Linked DNA regions of Mus musculus: regions 2, 3, 4, 5, 6 and 7 are each linked to region 1. Evidence: chromatin contacts called from public promoter capture Hi-C and targeted proximity ligation data. All regions are on one chromosome and are shown on one strand. The core of a region is the stretch at or near the end of the contact, and the rest is flanking DNA. Distances in the headings are between cores, read along the strand shown.

Region 1 (3,471 bases), core at 338-2,837:
GCTTCTTCACCTGTGAAATGAGGATTCCACTACTTGTGCCCCGAAATCCCGAAGCCGTATAATAATGGAATAAGTAGGTGAGGTAATATACATGTGACTACGGACCACAGCTACAACAAGGGAAACTACAGCAAACACAAGAACGAAACAGGGTACCCTAACCCTAAGTAAGGCTTAAAGAGGCTTTGAGGAGCAGCTTCCTAAAAAATCCTTGTAAATGTCGAAACACAGGAAAAGATGTTGTTAACAACAACAACAACAAAAAAGCCAAAAGTCCTGTGATCCCAGCCCTCAGGAGGCAGAGGCAGGTGGATCTCTGTGAAGCCAGCATAGCCTACAAAGCGAGTCCAGGACAACCAGGGCTGAGAAACCCTGTGTCAAAAAAACAAAACAACAAAACTCCCAATTCTCACAAGCAGTTTGGGAGGAAGAAAGTTCTATATTATTAAGTGCGCCCAGGTGTTAAACTACTTGCCAGGAAGGGAAAAGAAGCTAGGTTGGCACTCGGGGGGATAACGCGATTTGGGAATGTGGAATGTAAAACGAGAAGCGATACTTTCTTTCCCCTCCTTCTAGCTGGGTCTCCAGCGTCCCCTACTGCACTCTTGCGCAGAAAATGCTAGGAATTCACACCTGATGAGTGAATGGACAAGCGTATTACTAAAACAACAGAGACAACCAAGTCCACATCCTGGGTCCCGAGAACGCAAGCGGGAAAGGGAGGTGACAAAAAGGGACACGAGGGGAGGCTGGATGAGGGAGTCCGCAGTCTAGGGAAGGCGGAGCGCGCTGTCACCTGAGACGTCGGGAGGTGGCAGTCCTGGGTGGTAATGCTGCCACAACCCCTGGAGGAAGGCGGCGCTGCTGTCCACACAGCGGTGCTTGGAGCTGGTGATCAGCCGCAGGCGGTCGTAGTTCTCCCGGCTGAAGAGGTCTGGGAAGAGGGCAGCCAGACGCAGGGCCAGCTGTCGCATGTCCTGCCGCCCCTTCTCCACCAGCTGCCCGTCCATCCAGTCACCGTACCACAGCGGCCACTCGGCCAGCGCGGCGGCCACTTGGCTCCCGCCATCCCGGGACTCGCGGGTCTGCAGCAGCCCCTGCAGCTGCTTCAGCTTGCGGATCTGCTTGGTCGTAGGGTAGCGGGTGCCGTGACGGATGAGGGCGACCAGCTGCACCGGGGTGCAGGTCCCCGCCAGCAGCTCCGGGTCCCGCCGCGGCGCCACCGGATCGACCAGCAGCCAGGGGTTGGCATCTTCGTAGCGTGTCTTCGTGCCGAAGTAGGGGCTGAGCACCGAAGCCACCGGGTCGCCGCGCCCCGGGAGAGAGCAGCGCGCGAACGACGAGAGCAGCGCCGCAGCCAGGACCGCGGCGGGCGCTACCGAGGCCGGGAGGTGGCTGCGCGCGCCGCGAAGCATCGTGCCCGGGGGCCCCGCGGAGGGCGGCGCGCCGCTTGCCGACCCCCACTTCCGGATCCGCCGGCGGGGGCGGGAGCAGAGCGCACTTCCGGCCCGGGAACCTCAGAAGGCAAGCGTGGTCTCCGGTGCTGTCACCGAGCGAGTGTGGCCGATCGTCTCGGAGCTTCGGTGTGGACAAGTGGAGAGGCGGAAACCTCCGACGAGCGTGTGACACCGGGCGCAGGTGGAGCCGGCGTCAGTTGACCCGGAGCGTGGGCGACTGTCCGGCAGCTTGGCGCCTCAGGAACCGATTCAAAGATTCCTGAGCTGTTTAGGTTTTTCGGTGTGGTAAAAGAGCACACATGAATCCTTTCCTTTTTCTAGTAGGTAGCCCGGCTTCTACCAAAAGAGAAGCTATAGGAGATGGCTTTTGTCCCTTACGGTGTGTTTTCAACATGTGGCCCCTGAACGATCAGTCTCAAGATCCCTCGAGAAAGAACGTCTGTGGCCTTTGCTTACAAGATACCTCCTGAAGCACACGCCCTCCCCCGACCCTCTTGTTAAGAGTTTGAAAATAAGCAGGACACCTCAGAGCCATGAATTTAGAAAGGGGCTTATTCCTTCAGAAATTTAAGCCCTGGGCTTCAATTTAAGTATGATTTTAATGTAGGCTAGAGCTGACACACCACCTCAAGATTGTAAGCTTGTTTATGCCAAAGGCCATTGAGAGAATAGAAACAGCCGTCCTTATAATTTGAGCACACTGAATCATGGCCTCACAGATGCACTCCATTATTAAATATGACCTCATCACTGTATGGAGGAAACACCCATATTCTCCCATGTAGTTAGATATGCAAATCAGTTGAGATTTTAAAATGTGCATGTGTGAACTAGCATGACTATATGTACAACATTTGTGAGCCCACGAAGGCTAGAATAAAGCGTTGGAGTCCCTAGAACGGGAGTTTCAGGCTGTTGTGAGCTGTCATGTGTACTGTAAACTAAACTGGGGTCTTTTTCAAAACCATTAAGCACTCAGTCACTGAGTCAACCCCAACAGTTGAGTGTCTGTCAGGCCACATAGCTCCGAATCTTGGACTCAAAAATCTTGAATCTAAATACCTTGTTTGTTTGTTTTTTTCCTACCCAAACCTCAGTATGTATGACAATTAAGGAAGATTATTAAATGATAAAATGATCCAAACCCAAGGAGATTTTAACCACATTGGCCACATTGGATCTTTCTCATAAGGACAGTTACCATCTGTACTTAATGGTACAGAAAATTGTACTGTTAAGCACTGACCAAGAAGAAAATGTTATAAAAATCCAGAGTAAATTCCAACTTGAATGCTGAAATTTTAAGGCTCAGGAGTGGGGGAATTCTAACAGAACTGTGCTTTTTTTTTTTTTTTTGATATGTCATTTTGTAGTGTTTAAATGACTAAAAATTCGTGACCAGTCTTACTTTTCACAGGAGGTTACTTAAATTAGTATTCATTGAATTTTAAGCCTTACACCTTATAGACTAAGGTGCTTGCGTTGTTATTTGTTTTCAGTATAAGACATTTTTTTCAATTGTACTTTGATAGTTTACAAAGCAGTAGGTTTCCTTGTGCCCTTTTCATACATGCTTAGTTTTTGCTGAACCTCCTCCAGCCCTGACCTCTCCTCCATGGCCCAGCTTGGATCCCCTACTTAAGCCCTTTCCCAGTGTCCCTCATTCCTTATCAAATGTGTTCTAGAACCATGCCCACTCCTCACCCTTACAAAGTTTCCTTTGTTCTTCCTGGGCCCCTTTTTAGTTTCCTAGTGTCAACAAGCACTCACATATATACACTAAAATCCAAACATGAGAGAGAATGTGTTTGCTTTTTTAAGCCTAAATGTCTTCCAGTTCTATCAGTTTTTGGGAAAATTTCATTTTTCTATATGGGTGAGTAAAATCCCAGTGTATATAAGTACTGTTGTTATTTATCTGTTGATGGAAATATAGACTGATTTCATTTCCTTGTAATTGTGACTAGAGCTACTATAAGTATGGCAGAGCAAGCATCTCCATAGTAGGGTGTGG
Region 2 (3,471 bases), core at 560-3,059, 870 kb before region 1:
AAGCATCCACATCTGTATCGGTAAGGCTCCAGCCAAGCCTCTCAGTCTATCCCATTCTTCATCACCATTTATATTCTTCTCCTACCAAATAAATATATAAGTAAATAAATACATACATACATGTAAGAATAAAGTAAACCATAGTTTTGCAGTTATTGTAGAATTGTGGTAGCAACTGTGTATAGAAATTATAGACAGTTTTCATTTTCTTTATCTTGATGTCCAGTGTGCCAGTCAGAATAATCACTCCTCAAAGATGTCAACAGGTTAATTCTAGGAACTTGAATGTATTATGTTATATGGCAAGCAAGACTTTACAGACATAATTGTTAATGATTTTGAGATGGAAATATTACTCTTTGGATGAAATGTAATCTTACATGAAGGGAAAGAGAAGGAAAAGAGTAAAACTCCAAGAGGGAAGCATGATGACAGGAGCACATTTCACAGAAGGAGCAAAAGGGGGTTTGCACAGTGCTGGAAACACAAAGGGGTTGCCAGCCAGCAATGAAGGCATCCTTGGGAAGCTAGATAAAGTGAGATCTAGGTTCCTCCAAAGCGCATCAGAAAAGCACAGCTCTACAAAACTGTGATTTGGATCTTAAAAGACCTACTTCAGACTTCTGAATTGCAGAACTTTAAGGTAATAACGTTGTGTTTTTGTAGGTTCAATGGTTGTGGTAATTTGTTAAAGCAGTAATATAAAACTAATATAGCGGTTCATTCCATTGGAATAAATTTTTTCTATCTCTTTCCTCCAACACCTCACATGGCTCTCCTACTGCCTTTCAAATTCATGGCCTCTTTTTCTTTAATTATTATATATTATTATACTGTATGTAATATATGTAACAATAATAATGTAATTACTTATTACACATATATATGCATGTGTGTATATATATGAAGAAATATATAAAATCAACCTTCTGAGTTCATTTACTGTTACCTATATATTTGTGAATGATATATTTAATAAAACTAGCTCATTCTTGTGTGATTATGAAATAATATAAGCATCATAACCTGTTCTTAGTTCGCTACGTAGGTATTCTTTATGATAAAAATCAATCTCTCCTTCTGTCCTTCTCTATTATTATCTCTCTCTTCTAGTTAATTTTATTATAGTTTTGTTTATCCAAAAAATGATAGCCTACTTCATTCTAAAGAAAGTTTTGAACAAGTCATTGGCAAATTGTGAGGAACTTATAGAAAATATTTAATGAGATAGTTCTCTTCCTGGACTATGGAAAAAAGTTGTTATGACCTAAAGAATATTTATATGTGTCTTATCAATAATTGAGGAACCAATATTACTTTGAAGTTTCAAACTTCAGATATTTTATAAATGCCTGTACTTAACCAAGATGAAATCTGTCTTACCTGTACTTTCACTTAGCATGTTCCAAGAGCCTATGTGTTAGGTGCTATACAACCTTACTAATGCAGAATATTTTAATAAGCAATTGTATTAATGGAAGCATTCATGGCAGCATACCAACTCCAATGTTCACATTTCCAAACAGGCAGAGGAATCACAATTCTACTCTCACCCTGAACTCCAGGTTAGAGATTGGATTAGCATTATCACAAATCAGTATGAAATGGGGGGATACTTTATCACAAAGCAGTATGAAATGGGGGGATACTTTAAAAGTAAATAGGAAAGAGGAAGGATGGACGTAGGATTGAGCTCCCTAAGCATCGTTTCAGGGCTTGTTATCTGCTCTAGAATCACTGCTTCAGAAGAGTCAGATGAAAAGAGCACTGCTTGCTTCTTCTTAACGTTTCATTGCAACAGTAACAGCCACAGATACGAGGCATGAACCAAGTCCACTGCAGGCCTGTCAGACATCTTTTGGTTGTTGTTGTTATTGTTGCTGTTGGTGGTGGTGTTTTTGCATGGTTCTCTCTCTAATCTAACCATTGTTTTGGTTTATTGGTAAGAAGTCAATTAAATCAGTATTTGAAGCCTTTAAAGTTTAAAGTGATATTATTGGGTTTTCTTACACATATTAGCAAGAAATTTTATTTAACATATTCTATAATAACATGACATAATGAAGATTTTCAACATTTCTCACTTGTGTAATTCCTAGTTTATCACTGACATCATAGAATTTTACGAGCCATAAATTAGACTACAATTTCTCATTTCCTACCTGAAGCCAGTAATTTGGGTTGTTTTTTTTTTTTTACTCTTATCATTATCAGCAGGGCCTCTGTGCTGTTGTTTGCAGTGGCAGATCCATTGTTTGCAAAGGAAAGCTAGAAAACATTGTCTATTCATAGTGAGGAAAAAGGATAGAACTTTATCCTTCACTTTGGTGCTTGCAGCATAATTTAGTGAACTGTCCACTTACCTTATTTAAATGTTAGTTTAGATCTTTACTGCCTAGAATATAGGCCTAATTTTGAATACAACATAAAAGATTGTAAAAAGAGGAGAAATATATAATAATATAAATTTAAAAATCTTTAGGTTGCTGTCCCTGAAACATCCATTTAAACTTGTTTTTCTTCTGTCTACTTTCTGTAACAAGAAATAACTATAAAATTAATACATTTTTATTATGAATTCAATTGCCAGCTATCCCATTTATTCATCTAAATTGTAAAATATATAACAGGAAAGTATAAGATGTTATTTATGTAGCCGTTTATAGGTGAGACTGTTTCATGTGAGACTTCCTGGTATCCTGGCTCTTACACTCTTTCCACCCCTTCTTCTATAATGCTCCCTGAGCCATAGATCTAGGAACTATGATATAGATGTAGCCACTGAGGCTAGGATTTCCAGGGTCTGCTGGTCTTGACAGTGTGTTTACTTGTGGTTTTCTGTGCTTGATCTATTTGCTTGCTTTAAAGAGAAGCTTCTTTGATGATAGATAGTAGCCACACTTATTTGTGCTCAGCAGTATAAGATTTAGAATGTGGCAATGCCAATACAAGTAGACATACTAACTTGGAGTTGGGAAACTACCTTTAGATAAATGGTCAGCTCTGAAATCATATACATACAAATAACAAAAAAAGATTTACTAGACTGTATTTATATATTTGTGCACATATACATATACATACATATGTATGTATGTATGTATATAATAATAATAATAATCAATGAAAAAGATGCTCTCAATTTGAGAGTAGATGGAAACACAGGAGTGTTTGTAGGGAGAGTACCTGATAGGAGCAGATGGGAGGAAATAGAAGGAGGAAAATATAATTCTCTTTTAATTTAAAATGTTTTAAAGATAAAAACACAAACAAACAACAAGAAAAAAATCACTGTCTGTGTCTTAGTAGCCAAGGCAGAGCAAACAGCTTTCTATTATTGCAACTACATTAAAATTACATTGCTGTGTTATAATACAGCAATAAACAATAAGAACCTAACTAAGACAGTGCCACAGGCTGTGTACTCTCTATTGTATGTTATTCATGTGTTCATACACCTTACATAAATAT
Region 3 (3,471 bases), core at 300-2,799, 830 kb before region 1:
TCTCACTTGAAGCTGACACTTGACACTCATCAAACTCTTGAGCCAAGAGAAAACTTCTGAGATGTTCATATCTAAGGTCTCACTCTGCTCCTGTAGACCTTAAGCTTGCAATGTCAGCTAGTTAGATATGGACCTAGCCAAATCTCAGCCACTCTCATTTCTCATTTCTCTCATTCCACCACCACTCCGTACATCACAGTACTCCCACTTCTCCTTTCATCTCTACATTGTCTTTTTGCTCCTAAAATCTTCCTCTTCTCTCATTCTCCACATGAATAGCCCCATTGATTTTCTCTGTTTTGTTGTTCAGTATGTTTCATTCACTTAAAGGAGGACTATTTCTTTTGATAACCCTCTATAGTGTTGTAAGATCAGATATATACATTATCTTACAAAGATAATGAATAAATATGCAAAGTTTAACTTCAAGTCTAACAGTCATTTGCCATTCAAGCCATGGAGCTGCCTTGCCGTGCTGTTTATCTAGTGATTCCCCTTTCACCTTTGAATTAAAGATAGAGATTTTTAAAAGTGATTCCATTGGATTGTTTTTCTTAAGTCAATCCAACATCTGTGTTCATCTTTCTCAGAAAGATACATTTTACCTTTTTTCTACCAGTAAAACATGTAGTTCTTGAAGTTGTTGTATAAAATCTTTGTCCAAAAGCTGGTACCAGTTTATTATATAACACTGCTTCATTAAAACACACCAGGGTTAGAGTTATGGAAATTGCTCAGTTGGTGAAGTGTTTGCTATGTGAGCATGAGGACCTTAGTCTGATCCCCACAATCAACATGGAAAGACAGGCATGATGAACTAAGCATATAATATTCACTCATGGTAGGTGTGGGGGTTAAAGGGATAAAGAAGGGAGGGTTTTCTGGCATTCTCTAGCCACCCAGCCTGGCTTAATCAACTATGCCCAAGCCAATGAAAGTTCCTAGAACAACCCACTTAAAATACATGGGTCATGGAACTAAACAGAGAGTTTTCAAAATTCAAATGGCTGAGAAACATTTTTAAAAGTGTTCAACATCCCTCAATATCAAGATAATTCAAATCAAAACTACTTTGAGATTTTATGTTGCCCCTTTTAGAATAGCTAATATCCAAAAATAAATGATAGTCAAATGACTGGTGTGTATCTAAGGAAAAGATAGTCAGTGCTAGAAGAAGTGCCAACTAATGCACCCACCCTAGAAATCCCTTTAAAAGATAGAATAAATATACCACATGACCCAGATATACCTCTCCTGGACATATACCCAAGGACTATATATCCTACTATAGAGACATGTGCTCATCCATGTTCATTGCTGCTCTGCTGTACCCTTTATGGTTCCAGACATTGATGTGACTGTTACAGTTAGAAAATGATGAAAAGATAAACATGGGCATATACAGAAAGTTTGGGGTCATGTGAACTAGAGAAGCCTCAAAACCACAGAGGCTCAGAGTTTTTATTATATGCAGCGAACAGGGAGTCTGGGTCATTGCCTATAACTGAACAAGGAGGAAGAGTTTACTGTACACAGCTCAGCTAAGATGACAGGTTTAGCCAAAAGACAGTTAGGAATACTCTCTGTAAGTAAGCAGTCTTGGCCATAAATACCGAGAGATAGAAAGCTATGATGGACAATTTTCTGCACACGCTATCAACATTGCACTTGGACCAGCGGAAGGCTTTCTCATCCTTCTGAACATTAAAGGAGGAAGAGCTTTGCCTATTTCCCATGAATCTAAGGCTTTGGTCCTTGACATGGTCAACTCATGTCTGCAACATACTTTCATTCAGGACTTAATATACTTATGACTTCCTCTGCTCCCCAGTCTGTTCTGTTCATAGTAGTTAGACAATGGAAACAGCCTGGATGTTCATAAACTGTGGAGTGGGTAATGAAAATGAGGTATATGGAATATTAAAGAGCTACTAAGAAAATAGAATTATAAAGTTCATAAATAAATGTATAGAACTGGAAACAGTCATCCTGAGTAAGGTAACCCAGACCTAGAAAGACAGATCATAAGTTTTATCTATGTTATTTGCTGATGTTACTTTTCAATCTTCAGGTATATGTGGTAGTCTGAATAATAATGACCCCCAAAGCATCATATATTTATATGCTTAATCACCAGGCAGTGGCACTATTTGAGACAGATTAGAAAGATTAGGAGGGCCGGGCATGATGGCTCATGCCTTCGATCCCAGCACTCGGGAGGCAAAGGCAGGCAGATTTCTGGGTTCGAGGCCAGCCTGGTCTACAAATTGAGTTCCAGGACAGCCAGGGCTATATAGAGAAACCCTCTCTTGAAAAAAAAAGAAAGAAAGAAAGAAAGAAAGAAAGAAAGAAAGAAAGAAAGAAAGAAAGAAAGAAAGAAAGAAAGAAAGAAAGAAAGAAAGGAAGGGAGAGAGGGAGGGAGGAAGGGAGAGAGGGAGGGAGGGAGGGAGGGAGGGAGGGAGGGAGGGGGAGGGAGGGAGGGAGGGAGGGAGGGAGGGAGGGAGAGAGAGAGAGAGAGAGAGAGAAAGAAAGAAAGAAAGAAAGAAAGAAAGAAAGAAAGAAAGAAAGAAAGAAAGAAAGATAGATAGATAGATAGATAGATTAGGAGGCATGGCATTGTTGGAGTCTGTGTGGCCTTATGGAAGAAAGTGTGTCCCTGGAGGTAGAGGTAGGTGTGTGTGTGTGTGTGTGTGTGTGTGTGTGTGTGTGTGTGTGTGTTTCTTAAATTTTAACATAATGTTAAACCAACTCTTAATGACTCATCACTATTCCCATAGATCATTACACTTTCCAGTCCTCCTCAGAGAAGATCCTGTTTGTAGTGGATGGCAATTAACATAGAGAACCACAGCTGAAAATGCAATACATCAGAAACTATGGAATGCTCAGCCCCAAAGGGAACACCTTCCTCTTCCCAAGAGATCATGATAGAAGAGGAAACAGAAAGAGTTTTAAGAGTGTTAGGTAGTAGATAACGACAAAGAAACAGTTTTTCTAGCACATAGGAATTCCCAGAAGTTGATACAGCATTCATAAGACCTGCACAGACTTGAACTAGACTAAATACTATCATAGAGAGGGGATATGGGCATGAAGTCCAGTTTCTAGCTAAGGAACTATATTTTTGATACCTGTGGGAAAGAAAGGATCATGTTTTTAAAAGTGTATTTCTTGGTGGTACACCATTCTTCAGTAAATATTTATGCCCATGAGTATATGGGCAGCCTAAACTATACTTGATGATTCTTTAGTGGATCTCTGATTTCTCGACTATCCTGATCTACAGAATAACAGAAGTGCCATGGTTACACAGAGAAACCCTGTCTCGGAAAACCAAAATTAAATAATAAAATAAAATATATAATAAGCTCGGCAGTAGCAGTACACACCCTCAATCCCACGACTGGAAAGGCAGAGGCAGGCAGATCTCTGTGTTCAAGACCAGCCTGGTCTACAGAGTAAGTTCCAGGA
Region 4 (3,471 bases), core at 659-3,158, 780 kb before region 1:
AAGACGAGTTTACTTCTACAGGATGCACTGGAGATTTTGGACACTTGGTGAAATTTCTTCTGTGATGGTTTATCTTGTCAGCTTGACTGATTAGAATCACCTAGGACAGGATAATGAGGCACACCTCCCAGTGAGAGCATTTCATAGATGATTAACTGAGGAGTAAAGGCCTGCCCTGACTGTGAGCAGCACCATTATTTGGGCAGGACCTTGAATGAAATAAAAACAGAAGAGAAAGCAAACCTTGTGTAAGTGTTCATCTCTCTGTTTCCTGCTCCAGTGAAGTGAGCAAGCTTCCACATGCTATCATCCCAATGGAGCTGCCCCTGACAGATCTTACCCACCATGATGACTGTATCTTTTCAGTCAATGAGCCAAAAATAGTTCCTAGATTGTTGTTTGTCAGGTGTTGGTCACAGTGATTTAAAAAAAAAAATACATCAACTGACATTTGTCTAGGTAAATAGTATTTGAGGAAGTCTAGACATTTGAGATATTTCCATGAAAGAAACGGTGAAGGAGGACTGTTCTCCTACACTGTATTGTGCTCTATTAGGCTCAGGACTGGAGGTTTGAATCAACTCTGCCATTATAATTTCCCATATAGCTCTAGATCTTTCTTTCCATGTAGTAAATTTAGAATTTGAATGAGTCCACTGTAAGAGAATTTCCAACTCTGACATGTCCTGATTTCATACATGCTTCAAGAAATATCAGTACTATGTATATAAATCTCCTTGCATTTTTATTTTTATTTTGTATTTGCTTGGTTAGTGTTTTATTTTGAGACAAGGTCTCACTGTGTAGCCCTGGCTAGCATGGAGCTCACCAGATAGGCCAGGCTGACATGGAACTCACAGAGATCCACTGAGGGCTGGACTAAAGGCATGTGCCATCAACCTTTGTTCAGCCAGAAGTTGACCCTAACTGTGCACACACCTTTCTTAAAGTCTTTGTTGTTTAAATGGGTCTAGAAACCATCTGAACTCACAAAAATATTTTTGCCATCTATAAATCATGAGGACAGATAATCTTTTTTATTAGTTTCAGAATCAAAAACTGCTCTGAGAAAAACCTAAATACATAAATAGGCTTTGTACTGCTTGGTAATCACCTGCAACTGTGGAGCCTATAATTACAGCAGTAACTAGGAGCTTAAGTTAAGTGGCAGCAGTGACACCCAGAGAGCCTTTAGCTCCACTTTGCTCCTGGCTCTACAGGCAATCAGGCTGTGAGATTCATTGACAGGAACCATGGCAACAGTAACTACCTATTTGTTTTATGTTTGAAAGACTTTGAAGTTGGGCGTTGTTTCTTTCATGTTAAAATGGCTTTGATATGCAAGAAAGTGAAAATAAAATAAACCACAGCAAGGAGAAAAACTACCGTGTTGACAGAGTATATGTTGGATTGATCTATCTTTATCAATATTAGCTCACTAATGAGAATAGAGTCTCCCAGTGATCGGACAAAAAATTGTTATAACTTACAAAAAAAGAAAGAATTTATTATGAGAATATGACTATGTGTATCACTGCTCCCAGGAGTGCACAAAAGGAGACTCAAGGATGGATTTCAGAATGGGTAGAAACTGAGGGACCTATGATTACCTGCCAACCCCACAGTGTTCTAGGGAGGAGACAAAGATGGGATCTGTCCATTTCTACTTCTGAGCTACAAAACATACAGTCTTAACTGTCAGATCCAAAGGAATCGTGAATCTCCCAAGCCCCCAAAGGCAGTCCAAATATCCAGAAATGAGCTCAATCAAAACTATAGGAGGAATTCTGATAGATAAAGGCCAACATTCCTCAGGAACCTCTGAAGTTGTTCACCCTCTACCAAAAGGAGTCACCTCTTACCTCTAGCAAAAGGGAGTGTGGCTACCTATGGTGTCTATTAGCATATCAAAGCTCATGTGGGCCTCCAGGCTCCAGCAGGATCACAAATTACACCTTTCAAAGTCTGTGTTAGCATCCTAGCTTACTCACATTCTCCCCACTCTACCTCCCTCCAGCTTACCGGGTTCCCTCCCCACAGCTACACTTTATCCTTATAAGCTGCTATTTTCACTATGATCTGTCTATGCTCTGCTCTTGCTTTTCTCACTATGGATTCTCTGTTCTCTATAGCTTGCTCTTCTTCCCTCTCTCACAGGCAGCCCTGGCCATGTCTAGTCTGCTGACCATGCTCAGTCTACTTCTTTTTGCCTCTTCTCTGAACTCTCCCAGCTGCCTCTAGCTGTTATCTCTCCCTTATCTACATTAAAAACCTTCCACCTAACCATACCAAGGAGCGGTCATGTCATGAGTCTATATGTTCACCACAATTTATCTTCTGCTATCAGTAATAAACAAATCCTCCTAGGGGGTATTTGAATGACAGAACAGATGTTAGGCTCCAGAATATTGACAAATGACCCATAAATAAGCTATGAGGTCATCATTAATTAGTAGCACACATTTCTATTTAAAATTATTTAAATAAGGAGCTGGAGAGATGGCTCAACAATTAAGACCCTTTGCTACAACCACAAAGGAGACCAAATTCACTTCTCATCACCCACATAAGGTGGCTCACCACTATCTGTACCTCCAGGCAACCTAATGCCCTCTTCTGGCCTCCATATCCACAGGCGTGAACATATATGCACATAAACATTTCAGAAGGCTTTCTCACACATCTTGTTGCTGAGACTGGACCTCAGGAGAATCTGTAACCACCAGGAATGATATTTTCATGATTGAATTGGACTTAATTATATCTTTTCTCAATCTCTGAAAGCCACAAGCAAGTTTACCTTTTATAACCTCATATCGACGTTAATGGGATGCTGTAGTAGATATAAGTTTTATTAGAAAGTAGGGTGTGGGAATAAGTGGAATGCCTTTTAATGGTCTCCATGACAGTCTAGATCTGGTAATCCTTCACAGAAAACTTCTCCACTGGGTGTCTGAGTTGTGTTTCCATATAAAATGCAAATATTAGTAACAATAACCATAGTCATTCTTATTATAAAATAAATGTCTAGGTTTAAATAAATTATTTTCAGCTATAAATTTAGCTTAGCTTGATGCCTTTCTGTTTTGAGCTTTAAAATCAATCTCTTATTGCTTTTTTCTACATCAAAATGTTAATGAAAATTTGGAGAGACAGGCAAGACATTACAACCTCCCTCATGCAGATCGATGCTTTGTCATGCTGGTCACAGAAGGACAGCTAACAGTAGTCTCACCCAGATCCTTGTTATAAAGGAGAACACTTAAATATCTTACTGAAAGCAAGTGTTTTCTCAGACAGGACCTAATATGCAATTCTTACTCTTGTTTGTGAAGTTGTTTAGAGTTTTAAATTATACATTAGCCTCAAAACTGCTGTGAGCACCTCCTCTGCTATTTGTGTACTCCATCATAAATCATGTCTTTCCTATGATATGCACATCTTCATCAGCATTTTGGTCTTGAAACTATA
Region 5 (3,471 bases), core at 343-2,842, 750 kb before region 1:
GAAATTCTGACTGAGTTACATAGAATGAGAATATGATTTATAAACAATAAACATTAAATTCTTTAAGGTTTGATCTTGGCCCTTCAGGAAGCTCCAGATGTTAACTGAGAAAAGATACTCTTGGGGCTCTAATAACCTTGTTTCCTGGGTTCCCAAGAACTTAGTAGGTCTCTCAGCAACTGACTGCAATGTCTTCAAGGGGTGTAACTATATTTGTAAAATTACAAAATCATTTTTATCCAGTTTTCAATATGTTCAGAGCTAGGACTCATAGGCAGAATTTTAAGCAAAAGCCCAATATCATGTATGCAAGTGAGAATTTTAAGTACAAAAATTGCATATGCTTGTTGTAAAACATTTGAAAAATACAAAATGAGTGTCCATAAAAATAGCTAGTAAGCTTTTCTGATAAACACAATTCATACATTTCCCTTTGTAAGAAAAAGAGAGAAAATTATTAGGTCAGGTTATCAGGTTGTGGTTGAGTAATTTCAAAACCTGAACGTATGATTCACTGAAATCATTTCTCTAAGCAAAGGAGAGGGAACGTTTTTAATGTGCCTTGACTACTAAGGCAGATTTCCTGGGATGAAAATGAAAAGAGGGATCCTAGAAACTCAAAAGCAAGTCCGGTCATGTTAACTTCTGTCAGAAAACCAAAAGGGCAAGAAAGCATACAAGAAGTCACTCCCACAGGAGTATGGATCAGACACAAGGAGCAGGGCACCTGGAAACCTTCCAAATGTGTTGTCTCCTCTGCTTCCTGACTTTTTGTCAAGAAATGTATAAACACCTCTAGTCTAGGAGCTATAACAGACTCCTTTACAGAGTGTGATGGTTATCCCTAAGGAGTCGCTGTGTGCCAAGCTTCTTATCTAGGACTATTCCTGCTATCCTTACATACTATACTATGGACGATATATCTCACCTTAACATAAACCCAATCACATCTTACTGTTGTGAGCAATTAGCAGGTAGAACAATAGCGATGGTAAAACAAGTAACTTGCCCCCTTTGGCTTATTTATTTTTATTTCATGTGTGATGTTGTTTTGCCTACATGTATGTCTGTGCAACATGTGTATGCAATGTCCATAGAGGCCAGAAGAGGGCATCAGATCCCTTGGAACTTGAGTTAATGATTGAAAGCCTCCATGTGGGTGCTGGGAATCAAAACCTGGTCCTCTGAGAGTATCCAGTGCTCTTCACGTTTCCAGCCTCAAGTAACTTGCTTAATTACACAACAAATAAATGCATGTGAAGTCAACTGTTTACTCTACAGACACACAGCCAGAGTCACTGTGGTCACCATATAGATCCACTGAGAAAACAATTGACCAAGTACCAATCAACACACTCTAATAAATTATGTATTTGAAGTTTGAGATATGAAATTTCAGTTTAATCAATGGAGTCAAAATTAGTAATCTATCTTTGGCTAAAACTACAACCTCCATGTGCTTTGGAATTTTAGTTCTTTTCAGAGCCATATGGCTTCTGAGTTCATCACGAGCTCCAACTGCAGCATGGATGGTTTATATGGGGAGAGGTGTAAGCTGTTTCAACTATTTTTAGGCTCCTTTGCCCATATGCCTAAAGAATTTCATCCCTCTCGGTGAAATCACCCTTCTACCCTGCCAGAGTGTCTCTGTTCAAACAGATATAGTGGCTCAAATGTATAATTCCAGAGCTTTTCATGCTGAGACAGGAGGATAGCCATGGGTCCCAAGGCTACAGAATGAGACAATGTCAAAAAGAAAAAAAATTGAACCTGAAGAATGATGGTCTGCCTACAAGCTCACACATTCGATCTAGCATCTGTTTGCTTCCCATCTGAGCCGAATGGTACATTGGTTGGAGAAAACATTTAAACCTAGAAGATGGGGGTGGATTTTAGCCTTCCCTCTACTCATCTCTTCCAGTGTTCTAGATATCCACACCCTGACTTTCTCCCTATCTCTCTCAAAACCTATTCCTCTGTGCTCATAATCAGGTTTCTACTCTTTCACTGCAGTAGATGTGAGACCACAGAGGCAATCTGGTAAAGTCGTTAAAATCAATTTAAAAGCCAAGATTGGTTAACTGACTGGATCCCTTGATGGCAAGGGTCATTCATTTACAAAAGAGTTATGGAAATATTTATAGTACTTTTTGAAGGAAGAGTTATGACCAACAGGCAGCTAGTGAAAAAATTACCTATAAATTTCAAAAGAATCTTTCTGCATTTGTTATTTTCCCATGCGAAAAATCTATACATATATTTTGAGATTTCATATGAGAAGGAATTATAGTCAGAGATGAGGCTGTAAAGCCATGACTATAAATAATCTAAAACCCAGAATTCTCATACATGAAGACTTTGAAAAGAGATTTGTACAAGCACACATATTGATAATATGAGATCATAATGTGAGCCATCAAATAACAAAGAAAAGAAACAGAAACTGGGCCCTAAAACAGTGTAAACAACAGACCCTTCCCTCTGACATCAATAAATTTCCTCATCTCTAAAATTAAGCCATGTGAACGTCCTTATCTGCTCTCATTTCAGATTGGGCATTATTGACCACCTTTATCTAATACACATGGAAGGCTTACCACTGTGCTAACAATACTTCTCTTGGGGGACAAGCTTCAGTGAAAAAAGACCAAGCTATAAACCTTCTACATATTTCTGTGAATAAATTGAGGCATCAAAAATAAATGAATAATGAACTTCTTATAGTTCCTTTAAAGTGGGAGATGTGTTTCCATAGAGCCAGCCTAAGTAAGATGACTCATGGTAGTTCTGCTAATGATTTCAGAAATGGTTTCCATTTATTCTATTTCAATATTAACATTCCAGTGAAGACTTTTGTTTTCACATGAAATATAAGATTGGATAATCAAATTAAAGCCATGGTTCTGAGGGGCGTGCCTAATAAGCTGAAAGGATGGGCAGAAGGTACAGACAAAAAGAAGCCTCATCACAGTCTCTATAAGAGGAATGGAGGAGAGCGTGGCTCAGATAACTTTTCTGAAACATAGTTCATCTTAGGAATTATAGACAAAGAAAGAGCTTTTAATGTTTTAGGACAAACTAAAAATTAAAACAGAGAACATTTGCTAGCATCTTGGAGAATAGCTATGAGTACAAAGCAGCCATACTGTAAGATAAATTGACAACGTTTAGGAACACACACTGTATGTATGCATGTATGTATGTATGTATGTATGTATGTATTATGTATGAATATATGTATTAACAGCGATTAATGAAATACAGGCCATAAATCTGAAAGAGAACAAGGGGGTTTATGTGGAAAATTTTGGAGTGGAGAAAAATTGTGTCATTATATTTTAATCTCAAAAATAAAAAATAAACAAATAAATTAAAAAGGTTTATGACTTTTTTCAAAGGCTTAAATTGATAAGGCCTGCATAATGGCATAATGACGACATAATCTGATATACCAATGTGAATGGAGGAAAT
Region 6 (3,471 bases), core at 397-2,896, 690 kb before region 1:
ATTTGAACTCTGGACCTTTGGAAGAGCAGTCGGGTGCTCTTACCCACTGAGCCATCTCACCAGCCCAATGGTGTTTACTCTTAACTTTCTTTCATCTTTATTTATGTGTGTGGATGCTTTGCCTGTATATATGTCTGTTCACCATGTGCCTGGTGCCCTTAGAGGCCAAGAAGAGGGCATTGGATCTCCTAGAACTTGATTTCCATGTTTGTTTGGGTGGTTAGTTACCATGTGAATGGTTGGAATAGAACCTTCATCCTCTGGAAAAGCAGCCAACCTTCTAACCCACAAGCCATCTCTCCAGCTCCAATGTGCTTACTCTTTGATTTAGAAATTCTACTTCTAGGAAATCTGCCCTACAGGGAGATAAACAAAAGTGTGACAAAGAGATAAGATTTAAACTGTGTGGGCTCCTGTGACAAACAGTCTTAGACTTGCATATAACTTATTGTTAATAAATTCCCTCCAGTTCTGGAGGCTGAGAAGTACGAGATCCAGACACAAGACACTTGTATTTGTGGCAAGGACTCCCAGGCTCTGCTCTGTGGCCTCATCACCTCCCGAAAAGTCACACCCCTCAGCACTGTCACCGTGGCAACTAGATTTCCACCCATGAATTTAAAGACAGACATTCAGTCTCTGGAAGAATAAACATGTACGTTGCAAAATTGTTTGTAACAGTGGCAAGCTGTGAAAAATATGTCCAGCTGTAAAAGATTAAATAATTAACTCTGGCAAATCCCCAATATTATTAAACATGATAGATGCCAATGAGCTGATAGAGCGCTCTGGATATTTTTTAAATATACAAATCCAGTCCAAAAAAAAAACCACTGGCTATAATTGGCTTACATTTCCACTTTAATATTATGAATAAGTATTTAGGCTCATATATAAGATATTTCTGAAAGTGACCTGAGGAACCTTTGAATGCAGCTATCATTGGATAATGGAGGTGCTGGGTCTGGAGACAGAAAGTTACTCTTTCTTCCTTTGACTGTGTTTATAGTGTTACCACTTAGACAAAGGCAGTTTAAAAACAAAGATGACCCAATCCTACCTTCCCTTCCTCACAATGTGGGACCGTGAAAGGCATCTTGCTCCCGGGTTGAGCTAAGGCTTAAAACCCCAGAGACCTTGAAGGGATGGTAGGTGTTTTGCCTGTTCCTGGAGAACCAGACACCCTATAGATTTATGGCCATCAATCATCTAAGGACAACGCCCCAATCCCCTCCACAAGTAGAGGTCCTGAAGAGCGGCCAAGCTCAAGACAGATCTCCATTTCAATGAGCTACCTAAAGGCCTGGAGGGCTTAGCCAATAAGCTTTCCTTTCCCAGACATTCCTCCCTGGAAAAGGCTTTAACCTCAGACCCTCCCTGAGAAGTGGAGTATGGTTTACTCATCCACTTTCCACCATGGCAATTGATGCCTTAAAAAGCCTCTTTTCATTGGAATTCGCAGTGGGGAGCCATGGAGAAGTCCTTTGCCTATAGAGCTACTGCCTAATCTCTCTGTGCTCCCAGCCTCGGGTGCCACCAAGCTCAAACTTGCCACTGCAGTCAAGCCAAGGATCTCGCCCCTTTTTCCACCGGGCACCAGGCTAGATCCAGCCTGAGGCCCCCCACTCTGATTCTCAGCTCTTTCACAGCTCCCAGTGGCGCCTGGGTGTCCGAGAGCCTAAGAACCAGACTGACCAGCCTGGTCACAGGCCTGGGGATCCCCAAAACCAGCTCCAGCGCTTTCCCACTCCCAGAGCAGTGTCCCAGGGCTTCCCTACAGCCTGAAACCCGCCCAACAACAGCATGGGGTAATCGTGGTCAACTTCCTGAATCCTGCCTCCCTGAGCAGCCAAGCCCTGTGGCATACTAGAGACTTTTTGATTTTGCTTAAAAATGGCATTTGAAACGCATGCCAACCTAAACAATTTTGCTAGTGTTTTCTCTAGTAAACATTAGTACATCATTTTGAATACCTATTTGGGGAAAAAGGAAGCACCATGGTCATGTGAGAGTCATTCAGCCAGTGAGCAAGGAGACAGTATTTCTGATGCCATTTCAGCTAATGTCCCTCAGCTCTGCGTAGTGGAAGGAAGGACCCAAGGTGTCCATACTAAATGAAACATATACTATTTCTTAAGATAGAAAGTTATAGTCCAGGATTTTCTGCAAACCTTAGATGGTGTGGCATAGTTTCCTAATAAATGTTAGATACAGTCCTCTGCAGTGAGGGGAGGAAAATGACAGTGAACTTCATCTATATTTCCTGTAATTTAAGACTGCCATTTCAAGCCTTATCATTTCCCCTTTTCTGATAGGCATTTTATCTTTAAACGAGAGGTAAGGATTTGTCGGGTAATCTTCATGTCTGATTGCCTGCCAGGAAGAACACAATTTCCCTATTCATTTATTCATTCTTAAGAATCTTTTCTGGGCTCTTACCTTTCTCCTAGTACTTCTTTAGAAGTTGTTTGTCTCCCAGATGAAGCTCTCTGTTCCACTCTCTTACTGTTTACACTGGACATTTAAACTGGGTACTGTTATCAATTAATGTGGATAGATTCTACCTCCAGAAAAGCAACACGGAAGGAAAAAAAATCAATATTTTCTCCCAACGATAGTGCAAGAACATGAAATAAGTAAATGGGAAACCTTTAAAGCCATCTTTTCTCTACACCTAGTCCTTGGGAGAAGCACTTATTCCCTGAACTTTGCACTTCTGTTCAAACCATAAGCCTATGTCGGATTGATAGAAATACTTGCCATAGAAATCCCTGCAGGAGACAGAGTTGGACACACTGAACTTGTCTGGGATGTGATTGGCAGAGAGCAAGCCAAATTTTAGTATTTGGTTGATACTTTCTAAAGCAAATAAACTCTGAAATTGTTCCCTCTGTTCCTGATTTTGGACCAACAGGCACAGAACACCAGCATGTTGCCAAGATATGGGGTGCTAAGACAGAATGCTATATCCACATTTGGCCTGCTAGAAAAGTGAGGAAGGAGAGAAGGGAGGCTCGGGAGCCTGTGTCAGCCTTCAGGGGTCTCTGTTCCTGCCCTACTCTTCTCCCTCTTCCTCTGTCATACCCTCATCAAGGAGGAAGCAGAGCAGACATGGAGTCTACAGATATGATTGGCTTCCTCTCTGTCAGAGTTGAGGCTGGGTCCCTGGGCTGAGTAGAAGAGAGCCACATTGTTAAGAAAAGCCCTTCCGGCAAGAGGAAGAAGATAATTGACAGTTCCACTCAATTGGAGAGAGGAAAAATTACCACCGTGTGCCTCTTGGTTTGCCAAGTAGTGCTTCAAGCAAGTTCAGACAGGTGTGCCTCCCAGCCTCACTCACTGACACCACCGATGTGATTCCATTCAGTGAATAACGGTTCTGCAATACCACTGCCCATGCTTTGTCTCTTTCTCGCTGAAATCAACCATCCTGAAATGCCTCACACATGTGCCTCCTAGCACCGGACGCTG
Region 7 (3,471 bases), core at 641-3,140, 620 kb before region 1:
TAGACTTCATGGCTGGTTACACATGTAAAATGGTTGTCTGCTCACAACTTAAAGACATCAGAGGAAACACTGGTATTAGAGACATGGTAAATAATCTAATGCATTGATTTCCTGTAGTCCTGAATGGGTAAAGCTGTGCTTGCTACTTCTATATACCTATCCTCTTTATCTCCACAACGCTCTCTCGGAGGGAGAGACAGTGGGAAGAAAGGCGAAGGAGCATGAAGACAAAAATGTGATTTGTATAAACAAGACAAATCCATTACACTCTCCATATTACACACTGGACACATTCGAAGTTCAAAGAACAGAAACTAGATTCAGAGGTAATGCAACAAATCCCACACCGCTGTCGGAGTGGTAGCACTCCTGGAGGAAAAGCCAGGAGCGGTGAAGGGTGGATTTTAGCATGTCTTGCGCATGCTTATTTATGGTGCAGCACTTCACTGGGTGACACTTCACAGGCTGCACACTGGCGAGCTGGAGAGCTTTGAAGAAAAATAATGAGCTGAGAGGTTCATGACATGCTATTAAGAAGTTTGTGATTGGACTTGGGAAATCAGATGGATCTCCAAGGAAAAGGGACCATATCTGAACCATTGCATTTAGAATATTTTTGAGTCCCGGAGCAGCTATTTATGAGAAGGGAGAGTTGTTTTTTGTCTCAATTCCAGGTTCTGACTTATGTGTAGTGAAGAAGCCGCTTTGCACAGCAGACCTGAAGTCCCTGAAATATCCATGACGTCACCTTTTTTCTACTGATCTCCCTTTGACTGCACAGAGGCATGCTATTAGCTTTGTGCTGTTTGAGCTAAATTCTCCCACATGTAGCTAGCAATCCAGCCAAAACAATGTCAGCAGGAAATTTCACACTGGATGCTCAAGGTAGTCCCAGCTCAGGGAGATGGAAAGATCAGGTTCGGATGCTTGGTTTTGCTAAGGATCAGGACAGAAAGAAAAGGCATCCAAGGTGGGATGCAGGGCTGCCTAGAATATGCAGCTTCCTGTCTTCCAGGCAGTGAGTGGTACACTGTCACCCTGTATTCCCAGGGCTTATGTGACATATGTGAATACAGAAAGCACTCAGCTCCATTTCTGGTGGTGAACCTAGGAGACCTTGCTCCTAAATGACAGAGGAGCCATTTTAAGATATGATATCATAAAAGATAATAATATCTGAAAGGGGGAAATGCATGCACCCAGGGTAACACATAAGTAGGCGAGCACAGGATGAATTTGTGGTTAAACCATTTATTCCATTGCAGATGACAATTTAACTCTTTGGAGCCCAGAGTTCCCCCTATGCTCATGCGTCGTGAAGAGATGATTACGTAATCTGCACTGCAGGTTGAATTGGGAACATCTGGGGACAGTTGTAGGGAGCTAGCCATGATCCTGAAGCTCAGACTAAGATCACTGGCCTCCAGTTCTCTCTGCCAGCCCCATGGTAACAGGAAGGCATAACCCTTGCCCCCAGATCTATTGAACCGAGCAAACAGTGGGGCTGAGCACTCGCATTGTGAACGACTATTTGGAGAAAAGATGGGGTGGGGATTGAAATGTTCTGCTAATCAAAGGCACCAACTGTTGCTGCTTCTCCGGCTTTCTTCAGAAACATCACACGGGTGATGGTACGTTTTTTTCAAGCCTGCGCCAGCCCAGCTCTAAAATGGAAAAGTATTCGTTTCATATGAGCAAATGTTTTCTTCTTTTTTGCTTCTCTCTCTCTCTCTCTCTCTCTCTCTCTCTCTCTCTCTCTCTCTCTCTCCCTTCCTCTCTCCCTCCCTCTCTCTCTCCCTCTCTCTCTCCCTCTCTCTCTCCCCACTGTGGGAAAACGAACTTACTTTCAGTTACGCCTGACATCTGACCACTATACTGATCACGAGGACACTGTGGTAAACCACAGGCCCACTTGAAAATATCTCTCTTAGGCACAGTTCCTGTGCTTTAGAGGGCACCATCCCTGGCTTTTGGTTGTGGCCCTGACTCTCGGCTCTGGCGTCCTCCATAGGAGTTCCATTTTCTCTTTCTTCCTCTACTGACAATGAGTGGTCTCATCCCCACATCTTCCAAATGAGCCAATTCACAAAATAAGTAAAATGTAAAAATGGTGCCTTTTTTTTTCCTATCCAAAGCCTCAAACAGAGCTCTGACTGTACACTGCACCCTTCTAAAAATGAAACAAGGCATGAAAACTTAAAGATAGGCTCAGGAGAAGGCTTGGTGGGTAGGAACACTTATTTCCTGAATGTGAGGATCTGAGTTCAGATCTCCAGCACACACATAAAAAACTGAATGTACCCAAGTGGGCCTGTAATTCCAGCACTGAGGCAGGGAAGACAGAGACAAGAGAGAGAATTACAGTGGCTTTTTAGCCCACGGCCTAGGCAAAAAACAAAATCGGCACTGGTTCAGTGAGAGAGTCTACTTCAGGGGTATAAGGCAGTCAGCAATAGAGGGAGATGCATGTATGCACAGATGCAAGCAAGTGAGTGTGTGTGTGTGTGTGTGTGTGTGTGTGTGTGTTTGTACCCGCACACACTTACAAGGCGGTAGAGGGTGGGTGGTGGTATCTTGATTAATAATGAGATGACCAGCCAGGATTTATTCATACTCCTTCTGTCTGAATCATCTTGTTTCTTGTAGCTGTTTTACACTTCCAGGATCTTGCCATCTGCCCACTCTACAGAAATACAGGAAAGCATTTTAAAAACAATGGCTTGGGGGGGGGGGGAGATCTGGGGATCCGAAAACCTATCTTTCTTTCTTTCACCCCACTGCTTACTGCTGCTTTCCTGAGAATGCAGTGCTGTTCCTGCTGCACCGGACTTGCCTCTTAACAACCTTCCTTCTGCCCCTCACAGCTCACATCTGGAGCCTGAGGAGAAAGAACAGATGTGGCTGCCCCCTTGCCTAAGTGGGAGGGGGGAGGACACCCTGGGTAGTTTGTCCTGCTTGGATCTAATATGTGTCACTGGAATATAGGTCAGCATTTTGATGGATAGGTTGAAACAGGCCAGAGGCAAAGATACCCCCGGGTTCACCCCACTCCACTCTACTGTCTTCTCCCCCAAAGCAAGTTAAGCCCCCAATGGCCTCAAGAGACATGCACAGCAGATGGAGCTGGTCTTCATGTCTTTACATTCTGCACACTAATTCTGTAGAAATCTAGAGCTAAGCTAAGGCTTTATCAGTCTGGGCTTGGGCCAAGCTTCAGGCTGAAGTTCAGCTGGCCTGGCCGGACGCAGATGCCAGCTGTTCACACTAACCTTGATTCCCCACCCCACCCCCAACACCTGATTTAGATAGCAGAGTGGCCAAGTGACATGCATGTAGCCCTGATGCACAACTGGAGAGATGACGTGATTTTTAATTACTGTGCAGTTCAGGTGGGAGCAGGAAACACAGGAAAGATACACACACACACACACACACACACACACACACACACACACACACTGAAATGAAACA

The links. Promoter capture Hi-C pulls out the DNA fragments that hold promoters and counts their contacts.
Region 2: a targeted proximity ligation map of the SCID.adh cell line shows a contact between it and region 1, with 10 read pairs. A contact is called at or near these places in 13 of 39 promoter capture datasets (the 3T3-L1 cell line, the C10 cell line, the HPC-7 cell line and 8 more), 8 of 484 Hi-C or Micro-C datasets (CD4 T cells, DN3 thymocytes, cerebellar granule neurons and 5 more), 10 of 130 datasets of targeted methods (the 230-238 cell line, the SCID.adh cell line, astrocytes and 5 more) and 1 of 9 other capture datasets (liver).
Region 3: a contact with region 1 is called in a targeted proximity ligation map of the SCID.adh cell line, with 11 read pairs. A contact is called at or near these places in 7 of 39 promoter capture datasets (the 3T3-L1 cell line, cranial neural crest, embryonic stem cells and 3 more) and 3 of 130 datasets of targeted methods (the SCID.adh cell line, embryonic stem cells and large pre-B cells).
Region 4: a promoter capture Hi-C map of stem cell-derived epiblast-like cells shows a contact between it and region 1, with 4 times the contacts expected there. A contact is called at or near these places in 14 of 39 promoter capture datasets (the 3T3-L1 cell line, 3T3-L1-derived adipocytes, the HPC-7 cell line and 10 more), 10 of 130 datasets of targeted methods (the 230-238 cell line, the NIH/3T3 cell line, the SCID.adh cell line and 5 more) and 2 of 9 other capture datasets (embryonic stem cells and liver).
Region 5: a contact with region 1 is called in a promoter capture Hi-C map of hippocampal neurons, with 3 times the contacts expected there. A contact is called at or near these places in 18 of 39 promoter capture datasets (the 3T3-L1 cell line, the C10 cell line, the HPC-7 cell line and 12 more), 5 of 484 Hi-C or Micro-C datasets (cerebellar granule neurons, double positive thymocytes, olfactory sensory neurons and 2 more), 14 of 130 datasets of targeted methods (the 230-238 cell line, the NIH/3T3 cell line, the SCID.adh cell line and 10 more) and 1 of 9 other capture datasets (adipose tissue).
Region 6: a targeted proximity ligation map of the SCID.adh cell line shows a contact between it and region 1, with 8 read pairs. A contact is called at or near these places in 3 of 39 promoter capture datasets (liver, neutrophils and stem cell-derived epiblast-like cells) and 3 of 130 datasets of targeted methods (the SCID.adh cell line, bone marrow-derived macrophages and embryonic stem cells).
Region 7: a targeted proximity ligation map of the SCID.adh cell line shows a contact between it and region 1, with 19 read pairs. A contact is called at or near these places in 5 of 39 promoter capture datasets (the C10 cell line, HPC-7-derived erythroid cells, liver and 2 more) and 2 of 130 datasets of targeted methods (the SCID.adh cell line and memory CD8 T cells).

The regions. Positions count from the first base shown.
Region 1 is chr19:32,483,885-32,487,355 of GRCm38.p6, reverse strand. It overlaps Minpp1 (multiple inositol polyphosphate histidine phosphatase 1), which reads right to left and starts at 1,587. Exons shown (of 5, transcript NM_010799.2): 1 at 797-1,587. The coding sequence starts at 1,415.
Region 2 is chr19:33,357,774-33,361,244 of GRCm38.p6, reverse strand. It overlaps the pseudogene Rnls. Among named protein-coding and RNA genes, the nearest start is that of Gm29998, 32 kb to the left of the region's middle.
Region 3 is chr19:33,313,754-33,317,224 of GRCm38.p6, reverse strand. It overlaps the pseudogene Rnls. Among named protein-coding and RNA genes, the nearest start is that of Gm29998, 76 kb to the left of the region's middle.
Region 4 is chr19:33,263,223-33,266,693 of GRCm38.p6, reverse strand. It overlaps the pseudogene Rnls. Among named protein-coding and RNA genes, the nearest start is that of Mir3970, 110 kb to the right of the region's middle.
Region 5 is chr19:33,238,717-33,242,187 of GRCm38.p6, reverse strand. It overlaps the pseudogene Rnls. Among named protein-coding and RNA genes, the nearest start is that of Mir3970, 83 kb to the right of the region's middle.
Region 6 is chr19:33,176,911-33,180,381 of GRCm38.p6, reverse strand. It overlaps the pseudogene Rnls. Among named protein-coding and RNA genes, the nearest start is that of Mir3970, 22 kb to the right of the region's middle.
Region 7 is chr19:33,099,945-33,103,415 of GRCm38.p6, reverse strand. Gm29863 (a long non-coding RNA gene) reads right to left here. Exons shown (of 5, transcript XR_386659.2): 4 at 2,547-2,683; 5 at 1,255-1,664. Among named protein-coding and RNA genes, the nearest start is that of Gm29863, 16 kb to the right of the region's middle.